2 separate regions of the Mus musculus genome follow, and region 1 is linked to region 2. The links are chromatin contacts, called in public HiChIP or PLAC-seq maps. All regions are on one chromosome and are shown on one strand. Each heading gives the region's core, a stretch centred on a gene start, on an enhancer-like site or on the middle of the called end of the contact. The rest is flanking DNA. Distances are from core to core; before and after follow the strand shown.

The links. HiChIP or PLAC-seq counts read pairs in DNA pulled down with a chosen protein or histone mark.
Region 1: a contact with region 2 is called in an H3K27ac HiChIP or PLAC-seq map of embryonic stem cells, with 9 read pairs. The contact joins two enhancer-like sites. A contact is called at or near these places in 1 of 115 datasets of contacts at active chromatin or transcription factors (embryonic stem cells) and 1 of 9 other capture datasets (embryonic stem cells).

What each region holds. Positions count from the first base shown.
Region 1 is chr14:48,094,848-48,101,024 of GRCm38.p6, forward strand. No RefSeq gene overlaps it. Among named protein-coding and RNA genes, the nearest start is that of Peli2, 23 kb to the right of the region's middle. Within about 2 kb of position 4,619, at least 3 of the 459 cell types and tissues checked have an H3K27ac peak or open chromatin away from gene starts, as enhancers often do. A contact at or near this core is called in embryonic stem cells, where this site is marked.
Region 2 is chr14:47,855,199-47,861,931 of GRCm38.p6, forward strand. No RefSeq gene overlaps it. Among named protein-coding and RNA genes, the nearest start is that of 4930447J18Rik, 40 kb to the right of the region's middle. Within about 2 kb of position 1,358, at least 10 of the 459 cell types and tissues checked have an H3K27ac peak or open chromatin away from gene starts, as enhancers often do. A contact at or near this core is called in embryonic stem cells, where this site is marked.

The sequences.
Region 1 (6,177 bases), core at 3,369-5,868, 240 kb after region 2:
ACTTCAAGATGTGAGCGGAGGGAATTCCAGCCCCTTTGCTGTGTGCTCTAACCACTTCGCCACATTGCCAACCCAAAGGAAGACATAGGAATAAGATAATGAAAAACAAACTATGAAATGACACTTAGTTTAACACCACACACCTGGTTGGTCCTGTGGTCCACACATGATCTCTGTTAATTCTCCCAATAGCCTTGTGAGGTAGTTATTGTGACTGCCATGCCATAGCAAAAAGAATCAGAGTTCAAAGATGTGAAACCGCCTCCCCAAACTCACAGAGAATTATCCTAAGACCCAAAGTCAAGTCCTCTGACCTCAGCCTGCAGTCCTCCCCATAGCTCCTCTCCTGCCTGCACAGGGCTCTGGGTAGGCGCCGCCTCCTGAATTTTTGCTGAGATAATTCTCTAGAGAGTCTTTTGATTGTGATAACTCAACATCTGGGGATGTAGCTGAGGGACTCAACATCTGGGGATGTAGCTGAGGGACTCAACATCTGGGGATGTAGCTGAGGGACTCAACATCTGGGGATGTAGCTGAGGGACTCACAGTGACTAGAATCCCTCCTTTAATCACGAGGCTTTAGGGACTTCTCAGCTTACACTTATGTTTTCCTCTGTAAATTCCTGCACCACTTGAACTATGGCTTTTATCTTAGGTAATAAGTCTGATTTCTGGAAGGATTCCCCCTCCCCTTCTTTCTAAGAATATACCTTATTGAATACCTGACATTTTCAATAATTTAACTTCTGCCCTGCTAGACCATTAAGGAAGCAGAGCCTGCTCTGAAAAGGGCTTTTTGTTTGTTTGTTTGTTTGGTTGGTTGGTTGGTTGGTTGGTTGGTTTGGTTTGGTTTGGTTTTTTGTTTGTTTGATTTTCCTCAGCTCTAACTCAATAGGCAATGGGCCATTATGATTGTTGGGCACTTAGGAAGAACTACACTGCAATGTCTCTAATCTTAGCTATGCTTTGTTTTTGACCAATTCCGAGAAAGCTTCTTGAGCTACTATGGAAGAAAGAGGCTATTTAACTTGCAAATGTCAATATATTAGATAGATAGATAGATAGATAGATAGATAGATAGATAGATAGATAGATAGAGATAGATAGACATATATACATAATAATACATACATATATATTCTTTATTTTACTCTATTAGCATGGTTGACAGACTCAGTTCTCCTCCAGGTAGCTTTCATGGACTTACCTCTTGGGCTGACAACTTCTGTTATAACTCACTCTTGGCCTCACATCCAGATAGTTAAACTGTCTGCTCCTTTCAACAAGAAAAGCGGTACCTGTTATTGCTCAAAGCCTGACACCTTGCTTCCCATGGTTGAGACTTTGTGACCTTTCCTAGACCTTGTCCAGAAGGCAAGCTAAGACTCTTCAATTGTTAATACTCTTATCCAGTTACAATGCCATTAGTTAAAGGTCATGTGTGCTCCTAATTCAAAGTGATCACACTGAGTGGCAAATGCCTTAGACAATTACAGAATCTACCACCACACATAAGAAGGCATCAACATAAATGGGGAGCTGGTGAGCCAGAGATCACGTCTCAGAAGATACAATCTATTCAGGTGTGTCTTAGTTAACTTTCTAGTAAAAAGGTTTTTTTTGAGGAAACCTTTTTCAAATTCTATTGATTTGTTCAGAATTATTGCAGAAAGTCTTTTGTAGCACCTTGTTTTCACTTGGAATCCATTTTCCATGGAAGTCAAGAGAAATAGGGTTGGAACCCATTTTGACACGTGACTGGAACCCATCAGCATTCAATGGTCCACAGTAAATATCACAGTGGTTGTGATTTATTAAAAACCTGACTTGCAATTCACCTAATGCCCTTGGGGGATCTTGAGCTGTTGGCAGTGTGTTTCTTATACAGTAGACACTCTCAGTATAACATGCTGAGTAGTTACAGTAACTGAACCATGCAGCTCACTGGGAAAACTTTTCTACTAAGTTGCATGTGGGTGGCAGAAGTTGCTCATGAAATCCACCCCAGACAAGACTGCTATTCATTGCAAATGCTTACCGAATGCATGCTTTGGTGCCTGCTTTCAGTCTCCTGTGGAGAATTCCAGGAGGAGTGGAGGCCATTTCTTTGTGTCTTTTGACACACCACCAAAAGCAGCCTTCATCCAGATTAAAAATAGGCACAAGTGAAACAGACTTACCTTCATAGAGAAGACTGTATTGTCTGAGCTGGAAAGGACCCTCTGCCCCTCCTGATGCAGCTTGAGGAACTCAGCATCTCTGGGCAGATAACTTCTGCTCTTTCTTCCCATATTGTCTTTACTCCTTCTATAGTCTCTCCAGTTTCCCACGGAAACCAGGTTCTTCTCTAGACCTTCAGTGTCTGTGACGTCAGCTACATGTAATTTTGGGATGTTCTACAGTCAATCCTAATACAGGTTGAGGATCTATATGAAGACATTTAGACAAGCCTTGTTAGAGTTGGGAAGATTTGATAATATTTGCATACAAAGTATGAGTGGCCTTGGGTAGTAAACCAAGTGTAAGCATAAGATTCATCACTATGTTAATATTATATATACCATATACACATAGCATGAAGATAATTGTATACAGTATATTTCATTTTTAGCATATAATAATTATATAATAATGGATTTTATTGTGAATTTTCTACACTTGGGCATATTATATTTTAATTATTTTCATCCCATTATCCTCTTTTCCTATTTCCAATAAACTTCTTCCTCTTCTCAACTAGTCAACTAGTCCCCTTCTATCTACCTTTGTGTGTGAGCATGTGTGTATGTGAGGGAGGGAAGGAGGGAGGGAGGGAGCGAGACAGAGACAGACAGAGACACACACAGAGACAGAGACAAAGACAGAGAAAGACAGAGTTGTTCAGAGGATCATAGATGAGGGCTGTTTACAAGCACAGTGGCTGCACCACTGTAGGTGTTGAATAGCTCTGCTCCTGTCATAGATCTTATGGAATTACTCAAAGCACGAGTCAATCTTTTCAAAGTTGTTAGCAAGAAACTTTCTTAAGAAGAGAATGTGGGCAAAAAGAAATGATGACTCCATTTAACCTAGGGAATCTTTAAAAATCACCCTAGGACACCAGGTGGTGGTGGTGCACGCCTTTAATCCCAGATCTTGGGAGGCAGAGGCAGGTGGATCTCTGTAAGTTAGAGGCCAGCCTACTTAACAAAGTGAGTTCCAGGATAGCCAGGCTACAAAGTGAAATTCTTTCTTGAAACAAAACAAAACAAAACAAAACAAAACAAAACAAAACAAAACAAAACAAAACAAAACACAACACAAAAACAAAGCAAACAGGTGGAACTTTAACGTGGGAAGGAGTATGATACTGTCTGAATACTTGGTTATGAGACCATTTAAAATAAAAATTATGAAAAACAAGTTTCAATCTTTGTACCTGATGCTTTTCCCTTTTTATCACTGAAATATACTCTTCTCCCAAGCTCACTAGTTCTCTCCTCAAAGTTATCCTTGGAGGGAGTTTTGGGAGCTCTGACTTTGCAGGTCCTATATCAGACGCCAAAAAGCAAGGCTAAGACCTTTGAACTCTCCCTGTTTTGTCCAGCAGTTTGGTTTACAAGGACGGTTCATGGTTCATCCTGCATGAAAGTGAGGCCTAAGAGGGCGGGTCTCACACTAGGGAGGAGGTTGGAGCAGCCTCTGACGCCATGGAAACGTAAGCAGATGAAAGAGACTGTGTAACCTTTAAGCTTTTTTTGATAATTTGCTAATAAACGTATTTTTCAAAATAATACATGAATTTGTTGAATCATGAACTTTGGGAAATACACATCATCTTATATGTGAAAGATGGCCAGGAAGGAATGCAAATGTAAAGTTTCTAAATTTTTATGGTCTAATTTTAATTTAAAGTCAAAGATGTCACAAAGATATTATTTCATTTTGCCCCAAATATCTTACTACACCATAGGTCCTGATAAAGTAATTTCTATCACACACCACACACACACACACACACACACACATACACACTGCAGAGAGAGAGAGAGACAGAGAGAGAGAGAGAGAGAGAGAGAGAGAGAGAGAGAGAGAGAGAGAGAGAGAGAGAGAGAAACAAGTGCTTATGGCCAGCAGCCTTGTTTTCTACCACTTGAGTGGCTCCCGGCATTCTAATGATTGGAACAGGAAAGACAGTTGCCAAAGCTATTCTGAAACGCCTTACCTGGTGTTCCAAAGACATCTGTGGACTCATGCAGATTCTTTCTCTCAGGAATGTAAACTAATATATGCACAGAGAAGGAATCCAAGAATCATTATTAGGATAAAGGCTCAGCATCAAATCATGCCACACAGGGACTGGATTTCCAGTAAGCTCTGCAAAAGTCAGAGAGAAGAAGTCAGGGAGCCAACAGAGGAAGCACACACCTATGGAAGGTGGCGAAAAGAAGCAACAGCTTAGGCACAAGTCCTGTAGGAGAGACAGGCAGCCTACCAAGCAGACTCAGGTCTTACAATCCACGTAGAGGCTCCAGCTGAAACTCCCTTTCCTGGAAGTATCACTAATGAAGTTCTCTGTCTCTTGTTATGCAAAGCAACCTAACTTAAATGTCTTGTCCAGGGTTCACATAAAAGGGCTCAGGGCTGCCAACTTCCACTAGGCAATAGGATTTGATAATTTGACATTCAGAATACTGACATTGCTCCATCCAATAATGAAATTGAGAAAATTTGGCAAAGCATTTGCATGTTGGCCTGCCTTCCTGGAACAAATTTGTCTCTCTCCCTCCCCCATACTAATGTAAGTAAAACTAGTAGTTGTACAATGGAAGCTAGGAACCCCAACAGAGGACTTCAGAGCTATTGAAAGCAGTGGGGGACGTGGGAGGGAGTGTACAGTCCTTGAACAAGCAAAAGGTGCCTTAGCAAGGATGTGACCTCTGTCCTCAGAGAATGGCATTGGAACAGCAGAGTTTTTTAGTAAGTCTGAAATAGCAGAGTTACCCTGGCAAAGAGGCTGCAAGTGATCTGCAGATAAAGATGAGACTTTGAGGAGACACAATTGCTCTTTCATGCTGAGTGCTATACATGCATGCATGTGTGCGTGTGTGTGTGCGTGTGTGTGTGTGTGTGTGTGTGTGTGTGTGTGTGTGTGTGTGTGTGTTGGTAAGCAGAAGTTGAACCTGTGGTAGCTGTCCTCTATCAGGAAAGAAACAGTGGTCATGTATGATAAAAGAGAGTGGTGGAATTTCGTCTAGCTTTTTAAGAGCATAAAGCTCTTACCGAAAGTCTCTCTCACTGTTTATGATTCTTCCCCATAGTACCTTGTGAACAGGCATATTCAGCCCTTCTGTGAATGTTGTCTCTTTAGGGCAGAGAGGCACCAAAGTTAAGGTCTTCCTGTTAGAAGTATATTGTGACTGAAACTGTTGGCATATAAAGGGATATCACATGACATTACTAATAGGTACAAAGTAAAAGTATAAAAAAATTAACTGTCTTAGTTACTTTCCCATTGTTGTGATAAAACACACTAACAAAAACAACTTAAATGAAACAGTTGATTTTTGCCAGAGGAATGAAGTCAGTCATGGTGAGGAAGACATGGCAGCAGGCAGCAATGTGGTCTCAGGAGCAGGAGGCTGGCTTGTCATAGTGTCTACACTCAGGAAGCAGATAGGGGGATGCCTGCTATTGCACAGCTCCAGGATCCTAGCCATGGAAAGTAGGCAGAATGTGTGGATCTTATCCAAATACACACACACACACACACACACACACACACACACACAAACACACACACCCCGACCGCCATACCCAGAGGCCGTTAGCTCCCAGATGATTCTAGATCCTGCCAAGGTGGCAACATTAACCATCACAGTAGTTAAGGGGTGACATGGCATCATTTTTAAATGCATGGATTCTGAACCCAAATGTTTTGCATCTAATGCCCACCTATGCCACTCACAAGCTCTCTAAGCCTCTTCATCTCTATCATGAGGGTGGGGATGATAGGCTCAATTTCATTCTTATTATGAACAGTAGGTATGGTGTCTGTGCAAAGTCTGTAAGTGATGCTTGCCACAGGATAAACACAGTTATTATTTGTGTCTGCTGCAGGTCAAGAGGGTAGGCAGGCTTGCAGAAGATATCTGGTCAGCCACAAGGCTAGGAGGAATCCAATTCTGTGTTGATACT
Region 2 (6,733 bases), core at 108-2,607:
TCTCTGTGATAACTCCAGCTGTGTCAAGTTGATACAAAACTAGCCAGTACACTCTGCCTCTGGACCTTAGGAGACTGAAAACTGTAGGGAAATTCCACTCACCATGCTTATGCAGAGGCAAAAAGAGGAGAGCTTTGAGGGAAGATAGAGCCAAAAATCATTTAGACAAGAAAAGTGAATGAAAAATAAAATAAAGGAAGAGCATGACCACACCTAAGTATGGAGGAGGAGGTAGTTTATTGTATATATATAAAAGGGAGTGAGAGCATAGCCAGAGGCTACCCCTGGAGAATCCACAGAGAACAAGAGCTTGAGCCAAGCTCTGTGAGGGAAAGGGAGAGGGCAGAGGCAGGAGAGTGAAGGGTAGACAAAAGGCGGGGTAACCAAAATGGCTGGATTATATAGGGAAGGACAGCTTAATTCTTGGTTTGCAGGTGTGAAGGGCACCTTACTCAGTGGACTGGGTTTGCCAGCCATACCTTGTAACAGGTAGGGACTGAGGAATGCTGGGAGAACCTGGTGATCAGGGTCCACTTTGATATGTTAAATAGGCACCTCAGTTAGCCCAAATTTGAGACCTAACAAAAGGCGCACTGCAATGATCACATCATTTTTCAGAATTCAAAGCAACTGTAAAGAAAGGATAAACTGGTCGGGGGTCCAACAGGAATCAAAGGATGGAAGGATTCATCTCTGATTGTTGGCAAAAGGGTTAGAAAGGGTCCCAGCTGATATTCCCAATAGGAGCCCTGTGTCAACGTCAGGCAGGTGGCTTAATGTAGGCCTTCAAGGTAAGTGGTGTGTGTGTGTGTGTGTGTGTGTGTGTGTGTGTGTGTGTGTGTGTATGTGTGCTGTTGTTGTTTGAGACTGGGTCTCTCATACAACCCACACTTGTTTCAAATTCACTATTCAGCCAAGGAAGGCCTAGAACCCTGTATCTGCTCTATGTCCCAAGTGCTGGAATATAAATATGTGTTTGCTACCACTCTTGGAAGTATCCCCCTTTTTTTCTTTTTAAAGTGGAGGTAGAATCCTAGAGATCTTCAACAGCTTAATCACAGTCACAGAGCTCTGGTGGCCGCTGCTGGGGGACTGGGCCCATCACCCCACAGCACTGTTTGAAGTTTCTCTCAAAGCTGCTCACTTGGAAGTACGCAGGGAGCAGAAGACATTTATGTGCTGGCTTATTTCTGCTGTGGTCAAGGATTAGCCCATGGCATGCTTCTCCCACCCCCACCCCCTGCACTCCTGAGTTGTCCTTGTTCCAGCTGATGCTTCCTGGTCACCTGAGTCTCATGGCCGGATGGGAGAGAATGTGGTGTAAATGTGAGCCTGTCAGATTTACAATGCAACTGCGTTCCAACTGTGGGCTAGACGGAGAGGCAGGGTGGGGTAGAGTGCCAGTTGTAAACAAGAGGTGCTGCGCATGGTTAGATGAGAATGTTCATTTGACCGATTACAAACAGTCTATGAGGTTTCTTTTCTTTTTAAAGACCTTTCTGATCCATGATGCCTCCTCCATGGTACAGTCTTTCCATTGGGGCTTAGAGACTAGGTTGTTCTGCGTTGTCGGGATTCAGAAACTAGCACTCTCTAGTACTCGGAGAGAGCCGCCTGGGGGGGGGGTCCCCTCCCCCACCTACTTTGCTCTTTTTCTCCAGTAGCTCAGGAAGGGAGTGTCTCTAAAGTTCCCTTGTCTACCCAAAGACAAAACTTGCCAAAGAGGAACGTTAACTGTCCTTAATCTTCTTACTGAAATCCCAGTAGCCAGGGAGGCTTAAAGCTGGAGGGGAAGAGACTGAAAATTAAACACCCCGCAGAACCCAGAGGAACTTTGCCCTAAGTCCTGTGCTCGTTTCTTTCTCTACACCCACAGACTCCCCCTCCTCTTCCCTGAAGAAGATGTCTCAATCCCATCCCTTTACATCTAAAGTTTGAAGAGCTCCACGAACATATGGATATTAACATACTTTTCTCTGGTCAAAATACTGTCAATTTATCACAAATGTGACCCTTCGGAGGGAAGGTCTGAGCTATGCACTGGAGCAAAACCACCTCCCCCATTTGGGACCAAATTTGAAAGACGCTTTATTAAATATTAAATACTGACCAAGAGATGGACTTTGATCAGGACCACTCCCCGGAATTTCCCTGCTGAGTGGCTCTGAGACACGTGTTGTGTTTTGGGGGTGGGGGTAGGAGGTGTTAATAAAGACAAGCCTATAGGCCATCTTACTTTCCCATGAGGTATTGTTATTTCCCAAGAACCACAACTCCCAGCATTCCAGGAAGTTATCTGGTCTGCGGGGGTCAGGTGGGGCTTCAAGGTTAATTTAGGGCATTTCACTCCTTCACATGCCTACCCTTTCTAGACAAACACAGTGGCATAGTCTTTCTAATTTGAACTGTGTTTAACCCAGTGCAAAGCACAGCCCTTAGATGTTGACACAGTAGCTATCTGTTACAAAAACAGACATTAGTTGTAAAAAAATGCACTTGTCAAAACTTTTTTAATTAAAAGACTTAAGTACTTTAAATTTCAGGTCAAGTTTGGTTTTTGTAGGAGCTCAACAATATAGATAGAAGGGATTAAAGGAGTTGATGGGCCTTCGGAAGAAGGACTGTAAGACGTTTGAAGGACTTGCGTTCCTTCTAGGCCTTCGCTAAAGAACACCCTGAGGTTTGTATCCAGGAGGCTGGGCAGAATTGGTTTTGTTTGAGCCTAATTGGAAAGGAAATGTCAGAGACAAAGACCTAAGAGTAGTTTCAGCGGCTGTATTCCACAGCAGTCTACTGAGACAGATTCAGTGTGCTGTTGTTAGTGGACACCGACATAAATGAAATGCAAAGGAATGGTTCCACTGAATAGCTGGAGACAGTGCAGGCAGATGAGGGAGGTGGGTTTGCCCTAGAGCTCCCTGCCAGTGAGGTAGGGGTCAAAGCACATCTGTCCTGCCAGGCACCTTCCTTCACCAAATACTCTTCAGACTGGTCCCAGATAGAGCTTTCTTAACCGCATCATAAATCCTCTGTAGAGGCGCGCGCGCGTGTGTGTGTGTGTGTGTGTGTGTGTGTGTGTGTGTGTGTGTGTGTGTGTGCGTGCGTGTGAAGCCAGCTCAGAACAGACAGCTGTTCTCAGATCTGTGGTTTGGATAGAAGCTCATAATTTCCTCCCCGCTGCCCTGTAGTACTGAAATTCATTAGCTTAGAGCTCAGATGGAGATGAAGTGAAACCTAGGCTCTCTTCTCCTCCTTCCAGCACATGCTCTTGACCAGAATCTCACATCTCTGAGTCCCAGGGCTTTTCTTTTGCTCCTCAGGTCTTTCTCCCGCAGAGCAGGGAGTAAAAGCTGTGTTAGTGATTCAGAGCTTGAAATATGTCCCAGGTTCTGAATCGGCTATGTGTGCACACAGAAGCCTCTGGGGGACCTCCCTAGTCTTTGCTGAGGGCCCTGGTGAGCCTGGGAGGCCTCTTGTCTCTGCCCTGCCTCCCACTCTGCTGGCCCAGTGCTGGGGTTATGGGAATGCATGGTTTTGCTTGGCTTTGTACATAGATGCCGGGGATTTGAACTCAGGTCTTCATGCTTGTACATGAGTACTTAAAAAATATTTATTGATTTATTTGAATGTACATGTATGCTTTTGTGAGCTTATGTACATCACATGTGTACAAAAGCCAGAGGGCATTGGGTCCCCAGGAACTGGAGTTACAGGAAACTAATGAGCCATTCGGAGGGGATGCTGGAAACCAAATCTAAATCCTCTGCAAGGGCAGCACGTGATTTTAACTTCTGCGCTTCTCTCCAGACACTTTGGTACTTTACAAACATTACATTTTAATGATATTGGTGTGCATTTGCGCACATGGTTTATGTATGTGAGTGCATACACCCTGGCATACATACAGCAGTCAGAGGTCAGTCCTGTGGAATAGTTTCTCTCCCTCCATTTTTATGTGCACCCTGGAGATTGAACTCAGGTCTCTAGGCAGGTACCCTCTCTGCCAAATCATCCCACCAGCCAGTCCCTCTGCGTACATTTTATTTGATGTTTTACTTTGAGATTTTTGTAGGATTCTGTTTATTTGGCCCAGGTTCTGTTTTCTCCTGACTCTGGACTTGACCCGTATACAGAAGAGCTTTGATGACGTGTTAAGCTCTACACTGGCTTGAACTCCTTTCTAGCAGAGGCAGGAGAGGAGGCTCCAGACAGGAACTCACCAGGCCTTTTCCAGTTCTCAGCTCTGTATAAACATCTCCAGGTCTGCCATCCGTTTACCAGCACTGGAACACAGTCATCTCTTCAGCTTATAACAAAATGAGAAAGGTGACAGATCCCATTTGTGAGCAGCAGGAACGTATGTCCAGATGACTTCCTTCTGAGATCCACTCAGGAAGATAGTGGTGAAGTAGTGCCATACCTCTATGTTTTTGGAAATGCTGCCGAGCTCAGGGCCACGGATGGAAGGAGGCTCAACTGCAGGAAGCTCCTACACCTGACTGTTCTCAGTCACACTTGTCCTTGAGTTGATGACATTGTCTCTTGTATGCTATGTCTCCAAAACCACGGGTGCCTACAACAGAGGCAATGATTATATCTTTGCAAATGGTTACTTTAGATTTTGTTCCAGATGCACTTTAAGGAGAGGCTGCTGAAGGAGGGGGTGGCAACGCAGTGGTACTGATAGTAACAGTCACATCCCACGCTCTCCTCTGTGACCACCAAAGAAACCAGATCTTGCTTTGCATCCATTGCCTATATGATGCTATTGAACAAGCTCCACCTAATGAGTGGCATAAAGTAACTGCCATTTGTTCCTTCTCAGGTACCTACTGCTCTAATCTAAGTCACTCCCAGCTGAACACAGTTGTCAGATAATGGTTGCCCAGTTCAGAGTAGTCCCAACTGGGATGCTTAGCTCACCACGGGTCTGGTTTTTTTTTTTTTCTCCAGTGTCTTACATATTTCTCTTTAGAGTAGCTCGGTCATGTTCTTCAAGAGCCTATACATACTCTTATGACCATTCTAGGAGAAGATGAGAATGCTCAAATATGATTTTTTAAGAATGTCAATTTTATCATCTATCAACTATCTATCTATATCTATATCTATATCTATCTATCTATCTATCTATCATCTATCTATCTCTATCATATTATCTAATCTATCATCTATCTATTATCGACCTACCTATTTTATTTTGAAACATGGTCTCATTATATAACCCTAGACAGCCTGGAACTCAAGGAGATCCATCTCTCTCTGCCTCCCAAATGCTGAAATTAAAGCTGTATGCCATCACACCTGGCTGAAAATATATTTTAATCTGAAAATAACTCTGCATATTTATGGGTGACAGTGCAGTATTTTGGAACATATATACAATGGGTAAAGGTTCAGTCAGTAATTAGCATATCCATTGTCTGAAATTCGAAGTATTTCTTTCATCTAGCATGTTTCTAAAGCATGTCTCCTGCTCAAATTCTGTAATTTCTGTTATGTTCATATGCCCTCCAAATTATTGTTAGTTCTAGTCACCCACTGTGCAATCAGCACTAGAGCGTTCCTTCTCTCTAGCTGTATTTTGGAACAAAATTATCAGCTTCCTTCTTATTACTTCCTACTTCCCCTTTCCTGCTTCTGAGAATACATAGAAGTTATCTTTATAGTCCTGATACTCATGTTCACACACACACACACTCACATGGCCTCATGTAGCCCAGGCTGGTCTCAAATCCTCCATATAGCTAAAAAGGACCTTGACCTTCTGATTACCCTGTGTTCACCTCCAAAGTGATGGGATGCTGTCTTAGGGTTTCTATTCTTGCACAAACATCATGACTAAGAAGCAAGTTGGGGAGGAAAGGGTTTATTTGGCTTACACTTTGTATTAGTCAGGGTGTTACTGCTGTGAACAGACACCATGACCAAGGCAAGTCTTAATAAAACAACATTTAATTAGGGCTGGCTTACAGATTCAGAGGTTTAGTCCATTATCATCACAGTGGGTGCATGGCAGTATCCAGGCAGGCATGGCACAGGTAGAGCTGAGAGTTCTACGTCTTCATCCAAAGGCTGCTAGTGGAAGACTGACTTCTAGGCAACTAGGGTGAGGATCTTATGCCCACACCCACAGTGACACACCCATTCCAACCAGGTTATACCTATTCCAACAAGGTCACACCTCCAGATGGTGCCACTCCCTGGTCCAAGGATATACAAACTATCACACACTTCCATACTGCTGTTTATCACCAAGGAAGTCAGGACTGGAACTCAAGCAGGTCAAGAAGCAGGAGCTGATGCAGAAGCCATGGAGGGATGTTCTTTACTGGCTTTCTTCCCCTGGCTTGCTCAGCCTGCTCTCTTATAGAACCAAGACTACCAGCCCAGAGATGGTCACTCACAAGGGGCCTTTCCCCCTTGATCACTAATTGAGAAAATGCCTTACAGCTGGATCTCATGGAGGCATTTCCTCAACTGAAGCTCCTTTCTCTGTGATAACTCCAGCTGTGTCAAGTTGACACAAAATTAGCCAGTATAGATGCCATCACCTCTGGTTTATGTGGGTGCTGGGAATTGAACTGAGGGCCTTGTACATGTCAGCCAAACATTCTACCAATTGGCCCTTCCCTCAGCCTCTACTTAAAGGTTTTTTATAAAGCCTTTTCATTGTCATATCAGCTACTGTCCCATTGACTAAAGATGCTACATGCCCTGGCAGAGAGTCAAA